Linked DNA regions of Pan troglodytes: region 1 is linked to region 2. Evidence: chromatin contacts called from public Hi-C data. All regions are on one chromosome and are shown on one strand. The core of a region is the stretch at or near the end of the contact, and the rest is flanking DNA. Distances in the headings are between cores, read along the strand shown. Region 1 has its middle 230 kb from the start of MIR99A. Region 2 has its middle 350 kb from the start of USP25.

Region 1 (3,646 bases), core at 763-3,262, 240 kb before region 2:
TTGTCAAATGTTTAAATAATAGCATTTTATGAACCACCAATTTGACTCTATTAGAATGTTTCTAAGTGTTTAAACATGTCCACACTTAGCAAGTTCATCTAATTTATGGTCACATATAAATATTCCTAACACCGAACATGTTTTTGAAAAACAAAAAAGCAGGAGTAGGCTAAATGCTAACTGAAAAAATAACAAGAATCCAACTATCTATTTTGCAACAGATTTCAGGTAATAGACACAATTCCCTTTAATCACAACTCGCAAATTATCATGCAATGTATAAACCTTCGTGTATTTGTTTTTGTTTTGTTTTGTTTTCCTTTGGAGAACTGACAGGTAGATTTTTCATTGGAGAAATATTTGCCACTTGACCTTTGGGAGAAAGTGTGATCTGTTGTTACATCAAAGAAACTCTGATGTTGAATTATTTTGGTAGTATGTAAATTATTTAAAGCAAATAGAACATGGCTACTTTAAGATAATACATTCATTGCTTATACTAGTGTATAGATTATTATACTATAATAGTGACACTCCAATAGCTCACTTTTTTTAGACCTTAAGTTATTCTCACCATGCAAGAATAGAAACTAATGTATCTCAACACATTCAAAGAAACCAAACAATAAGCATATGTTTGCCCATGAACCCAACTCAAATCAAGGCATCTATATGAGAAACATACCAGCAAATATTTCTCTGGTTTCTTAATTGAAAGTGTAAAATTGTTTCTACCATGATCACCAACACTTCATTGCTTTTGCTAAGCTATAAGGATATTTTCCTACAAGGTCAGTATTTGAAATGAATATCTACACACAAAACTATATGGTACCCATTTATATTAAAATACATAAATTCTGAAAAATAAATTTAATGAAAGTTGTTTTCATGCCTTGTCCTTTGAAGGATTCTTTCCTTTTTCATTCCCTAATTTTAACAATATACTTGCAAACAAAAATTGCTCAAAGGATACACTGCATGGAACATCTGTAGTTAATTGTGCATAGTTAGAACATAACCCAATATTAATTCTTCTAATATTGAGTTGTGGTACATTGTCAGAGGAATGTCTTATCCATGTTAATTATATATATATGTGTGCATTTTGTGTGGTTACTATATACTATGGTCTTTCCTTAATAATACAGAATATGTTACATTTCATGCTTGTCAAATTTTTATTCAGATAACATTAGCTGCTAGTGTATCATATTACGAAATTCAACTTTATCTTGCAGAAAAGAAAAAAAATTGATATTAGAATCTGTAGACTCACTGATGTATTACACATCGAATAAACTACAAAGGCATGAATTAGAAACAGGACGATTGTCAGAGGCGAATGGTTTTGCTGCAGATTTGAATTATCCGTAAGCAGATTTCACGAGGCAGAGGCAAGCTCGCGCTATCTTACAGGAGTAACCACACAACAAGGAAGTTTCTCACCAAACCTTCTACCTCTCCGCGTGAGATCTAACAACGGAAATGAACATGAGATCTAAAACACAGAAAATCCTGGGGAACACATCAAAGAGAATCAGGTCAGAGAGAGAAATTTCACAAGAACACAAATTCTATGTTATGGTCCGCCCAAAAGAGGAAAATATTTTAAAATGATATCCACAATAAAGCTATATTAACAATAGGCTGTATGGTCCTGCCATTGGAGTGGAGGGGTGTCTTGACCCTTGACCTCTGCTCCCATAAAAGCCTGAGAAATGGAAATCATGTTTATCATGGTTGTTTGTTTTATACAAATTTACTGTCTTTCTTTATCTAAACTGATATAAGAAAAAAAAAATCTTTTCTGAAATAGCCCAAGTCTGGTTCTTAATAGTCATGTGACTGTTTTTTCTGCCAGCCATGTGCTCCGTATCATTTTACTCTGAAATAACTATGCGGATTTCAGCTCAACCTGCCTTTGCTTATAATGCATGACATACCCCGTGAGGGAGCCTGAGAACAGACTCCTTTGAAAAGCAAGGTTCTCATAGTTGGCCTGTAACCATGGAAGCAGATGCCGTTTTCTTCTCACCCTGCTTACCTCTTTGCAGCCTCGAGCTGCTCCCTATTGTTAAAAGGGGTACGCCTTGATTTTTCTTCATCATGACCGAACTTGCCTCTTCTTCAAAGGGCATGATGCTGCAGGTCATTGGTCTAGACTGTTTGCACGGTCCAGAGAACAGCCTTGATGTAACCCTTGCTCCGTCTGAGCCACACCACCAGCCGTGCATCTGCAGACTGGAGGGGGACATTGGAGATCTGTATTTGAAAAGAAGTCTGTCTGATTTTGCCATTGTGCCTTTTCACTCATCGATCGAATGAATATCGAACCTTCTGTCGTTGCATGTGTGAAATAGATAGCTTAGCAAGCACTTTTGTGCCCAACCTGTGCAGTGGGCCAAAAGGTTTTCCTTTTAGCCTCAAGAATTTTTTCTTCAGACTTTATGAATTTCGTGTTAGCTTAAATTATTTGTATGTCTTTATCCAACTGTTATGATGACCGTTTCAGTTACTTCGTCAGCAGTGACTTTCTTTTGGTATTAGAAGGAACATTTTCTTTTCTGTCAACTATGTTTGTTTTCCTTTTAAGCTTTTTAAGATCTTCTAGATTAATTCATTTGTAACTAGAAATAGTATAACTTTGACTGTAACCTATGAAGCCAAAAAGTTGAGGTGTTCTTTCAAGGAGATAATGAGATGGTGTCTATCATTTAACAGGTTTATTCCAGAAAGGTGAACTTGAGCTGCCTCCAGGTAATTTCAGTGATTTGTAAGAGTAAGTAAATCAAATCATCACATTGATTTTAAATTAAACAAAATTGTTTGATAAGCTCTGTTTCAAGGGAAAGCTTTTCTTTGTTTTTGCCCATTAAAAAATTTGCAAAAATGTTATTCTGGAGCATTAAAATAGACTTAACATAAATTCATTATGATCTGTGAAAGGCATATAAAATCATGGCGATTTCATATGTTAAATAAATACTATATATTTATGATATATATCTTATGGCATGATTTAATTAGAAAGTACACAATATAAAAAGATTTTTACATTTCATTTTTAGTACAATTACAATTCACAGCTTGTCATCAATAACTAATGCTGACAATAACTAATAGCAACTATACCACCTGCTCATTCTAAAAAGCATTCTTTTACTGTGTTCTTGTAAAATCAGAATGACTTTAAAATGCCTCCTCTACTAATCTGCAGTATATTGCTTAGCAAGTACTGTCTGTATGTGTCATCAGTTTCTGTTTTGTTTTGTTTCATTTTAAGAACCCACTATTTCATACTTCAACGCATACCTATTTTCTCTAATTGCCACAGGCAAAGGGGAGGTCCCTGACAGAATAAAGAAGGTTATTGTGACAGATGAAACATAATTCACAATGAGTACTCTTTTCATCCAGCTCTAAGTAGCAGAGGATTACTTCCAAGCTGAATTTTGTGGCAGAATGTATGAGCTGATTTTATTAACACATAAGGATAGGGCAAAGGCAGAAAAACTATTTCTCCTCAGCTGGATGGTGGTTATTTTGTGTGTGTCTGTTTAGGGGCTTTATTTTGATCCACCTCAAGCAGAAGATATGCTGGCCAGAAGAGACTCTGAAGACATCGAGGGCGTAGGCGGGGAGG
Region 2 (3,458 bases), core at 463-2,962:
CTGAAAGAAGGCCCCCAGTAGGATAATATATTATTACACATGATTCAAATTACAGGATCTGCAGCAGGGGAGCTCGTGACTGATTCAGGACAGTCGCCCCCTGAATACTGATGATGGGATGATGGAATGCCTCATGAATTAAAAGGGCCATGGTTTCCCATCTAAATCCTTCATATGCTTTAAAAAGTGACTATGCCTATCATTGCATTCTCTAAGCTTCTTAAATGAATCATGCACTATTATGAAACCCTTGTCAATATTTTTAAAATTCCATGTTTTTGAATAATTATATTCAAAACATCCTTTTAAAAGAAAGACAATGAAACTTCACCTTCTCTGCTAGAAAACTGTGCGCCTTTAACGCAAATATGCAATAAAGATATGACTTAATAGAAATTGCATTGAAGTGTGACCCAGTTTTGCTCTCTGGGATTTTATAAAGCAACCTGAAATCTTCACATGCCACATGTTCCAGCCTCTTTAAGTTATCTATAGAACAAATGACTTTATCCCTGACAACTAAATACAAATGTGCAACGCAAAATTGTATTTCCACAGGTTTTCTGCAGATAAATGAACTCATTTGTGAACGTTATTTAATTTGATCTACTTTGGTTATGTAACAATCCTATAAATTTGCTAAAGGTATTACATTGCAAATGGAGACCAGGCATTTTTATAGAAACACTAAGGCAAATGTTAAATATTACACATTTTAAAAAAACAAACTGTATTACTGCAATATATTCCAAAATAATACGTAAGCTGGTCCCTTAACTTCCTTTCAAGCTGGTTCTTGTATTCAGTTTTTCTAGTAAATGGATGCAAATCAGGTGCATTGTGCTGGGATGGGAAGGGGGAGATTTGTCCAGAAATGACCTCAGTTCTATTCATTAATAAAATGACAATGTTGGCTGAGAGCACTGGAGAATGAAATATAACAAGAGTGAACTTTCCTCCATGTGACAGATGCATACAAGTGCTTTTTGGATAAAGCACTGTATGTAAAATGGCCACTGCAGCATAAAATCTGGAAACGTTAAAGGAAGTTCTAAGATACAGATTGTTAGAAAAACCTGCAACTTTCATGGCAATGCACACCTTATTCTCTGTTACCTTGTACAATTCTGAACCCCAACTTGGAGAAGCATGTATTCATTCATAAGAAGAGGGATCAGACAATATAAACAGAGGTTTAATGTTGTTAAGAATTTTTTTTAAGAAAGAGAAGATAATTTTTGCAAGTTCAAAACAAAATAGAATTGTACCCAGAATCACTTTCAGTGACGGCAGACACCAAGGGGGGGCGGGGGGGGAAGGTAAAAGCCATCAGAGAGAATGTAGCCACATTTTTGCATAGCGGATTAAATTATGCCAGCAGAATAATTAATGGAAGGACCTAATATGGAAAGGGGGGGGGGTGACAGGAAAGGGGGAAGTCTATGTTAAACAAAGTTCATTACTGCATGATGTAAATGAGTTTCTCACCAATGATGTCACTGATTGGCTGAGCTGCAGAGCTGGCTTCGAGCATGGCCGGATTGGCTGCTAGCTCTTCTGGTGCCTGCCTGCTCGGGCAGCGGTTGAACCAGATACTTTCTGTCTCTCTTGTTGTCGTTTGAAGCAAATCTTGTTCAGCCCAGCTGTGTCTCCATAGTAGTGGCACCCTAAGAGAGAGTCTCCCTCCTGCTTCCCACAGCTCGTCTGTGAGGCGGTCGCTGCTGTGAAATACCAGCCCTTGGCACCAAGCCCAGACAGCGTTCTCAGATCCATCTATAACACACACATACAAAAAGAAAAATAGAAAAAGCAGTTCTTTCATCTGAATTGCATCCTAAGGAGGATTAAGAAGGCTTCTATTGCTACTGATTTGTGTTCCTTCAATTTGATGGTTAAAATAGTTTTTGAAATACAGTATCTTCTCATCTGCAGTAGAACACCATTGGTTAAAATTGGTTAAAAAGATGGGGGGAACCCCCCTCTCCCATGTTTACCTTGATTACAGAAAAATAATTCTTCATTTTCTTCCTAAGCACCGTAACTGATGTTTTTGGTCCCCTACCAGAATTTTTAAACTCTCACCAGATTTCTAATTACAGCCGAGTCATTATTTTTCAGGTTAAGACAAGGGATCTTAATTAGCATTCTTTTTTAGCTATGCAAAATGAGACAGGGCATGAAACAGAAACGATCTATGGAGAGGCAGAGAGAGAGAAAGAAAAAAAATCTGTGCAGCTTTTACAGTTGAGCTGACACCCCCTCCTTCCCCGCTCTCCCTCCACCCCCCTTGCGAAAAGAATGCAGTCATATGAACTTTACCAGACAATGGAGTACCTACAGGCTCTCCCCTAGACAAGTCCTTTATAACCAGCCAGTGCTATGTGCTGCAGACAGTGGCCAATCGGCAGGCTCCTTTCTGCAGCAGGGACACAATAGGTGCATTGGCCACACTGTCCTCCTAGACCCTGACAGCAGTTCAGGTTCATTTATTGTACACTGGAAGGCACATATGTCTTTAATATTCACTGTGAAATTATCAGTGCGACTGCCTTTATTTCACCATAATTACATCAACCTAATTACCGCGCACAAGCTGCAATAGCACTGTTTGCACAGAGTGGCGCATAGCCATGCATGCCGTAAAAATATGCATGAACATGCCTGCTTATTTCAATAATAAAATCCACCAATTTTCTTCCCACGGCTTCCTCCAGAATACTTCAGTGGAATATAGCCATCGCTTTTCCCCTTCAAAAGAAAAAAGCATATGTGTGTGTATAATATATATATATACATACATATACAAATAATACATATTATTTAAACATTTTCCTAGTCATTTATTGGGGTGAGGTATGGGAGTAGAATCTAGTCAGTAAATACAAGGTCATTAAAGACCTAAGGCATTTACCCCGTATTACTAGGCATCAGAGTGAAGGAGTAAGTGAATCTGCATGAATCACTATAGCCATGACTACATGCCGATTTATTTCGAGTCTAACTGTCATGCACATCTGCATATGCCTAATTTATGTATTTTTATATTACATAATTATGTCATGCCTTGAAACACTGACTCAAAATGCTTGAAAAATTAAATCTTCGCTTTTTGCGTATTAGTTCAACACAGTTAGGCAGTCTGTGGTAGAAACTGTCTGCTTTTTTATTTTATTTTATGCATGTTACATTTACATATTCATGAACACAAAAGCTGTTATGACCGAGGATTCTGCAGCAGGGGATGAGAAGGCACGATCCCGCATACAGATGTATTAATTTCTAGGGGAAGAATGGCAGCCTATGATGACCAGGAAGAGAAGATGTTTGGGGTTTTCATTTGGGGTTTACCTCATTATATAGTAAATGATGTCGCTAACCTGCCAACAAATGTTTAAGTATAATAAACTTGGAAAGTAAAGCCAATTTGTATTATTCCTGGCCATTCATCCACACTGTAA

What was found. Hi-C and Micro-C count contacts between places; a contact is called where the count stands out from the background.
Region 1: a Hi-C map of stem cell-derived neural progenitor cells shows a contact between it and region 2, with 5 times the contacts expected there. The contact joins two enhancer-like sites. A contact is called at or near these places in 1 of 7 Hi-C or Micro-C datasets (stem cell-derived neural progenitor cells) and 1 of 1 datasets of contacts at active chromatin or transcription factors (stem cell-derived excitatory neurons).

Annotation. Positions count from the first base shown.
Region 1 is chr22:17,366,962-17,370,607 of NHGRI_mPanTro3-v2.0_pri, reverse strand. No RefSeq gene overlaps it. Among named protein-coding and RNA genes, the nearest start is that of MIR99A, 230 kb to the left of the region's middle. Within about 2 kb of position 2,012, at least 13 of the 24 cell types and tissues checked have an H3K27ac peak or open chromatin away from gene starts, as enhancers often do. A contact at or near this core is called in stem cell-derived neural progenitor cells, where this site is marked.
Region 2 is chr22:17,126,630-17,130,087 of NHGRI_mPanTro3-v2.0_pri, reverse strand. No RefSeq gene overlaps it. Among named protein-coding and RNA genes, the nearest start is that of USP25, 350 kb to the right of the region's middle. Within about 2 kb of position 1,712, at least 17 of the 24 cell types and tissues checked have an H3K27ac peak or open chromatin away from gene starts, as enhancers often do. A contact at or near this core is called in stem cell-derived neural progenitor cells, where this site is marked.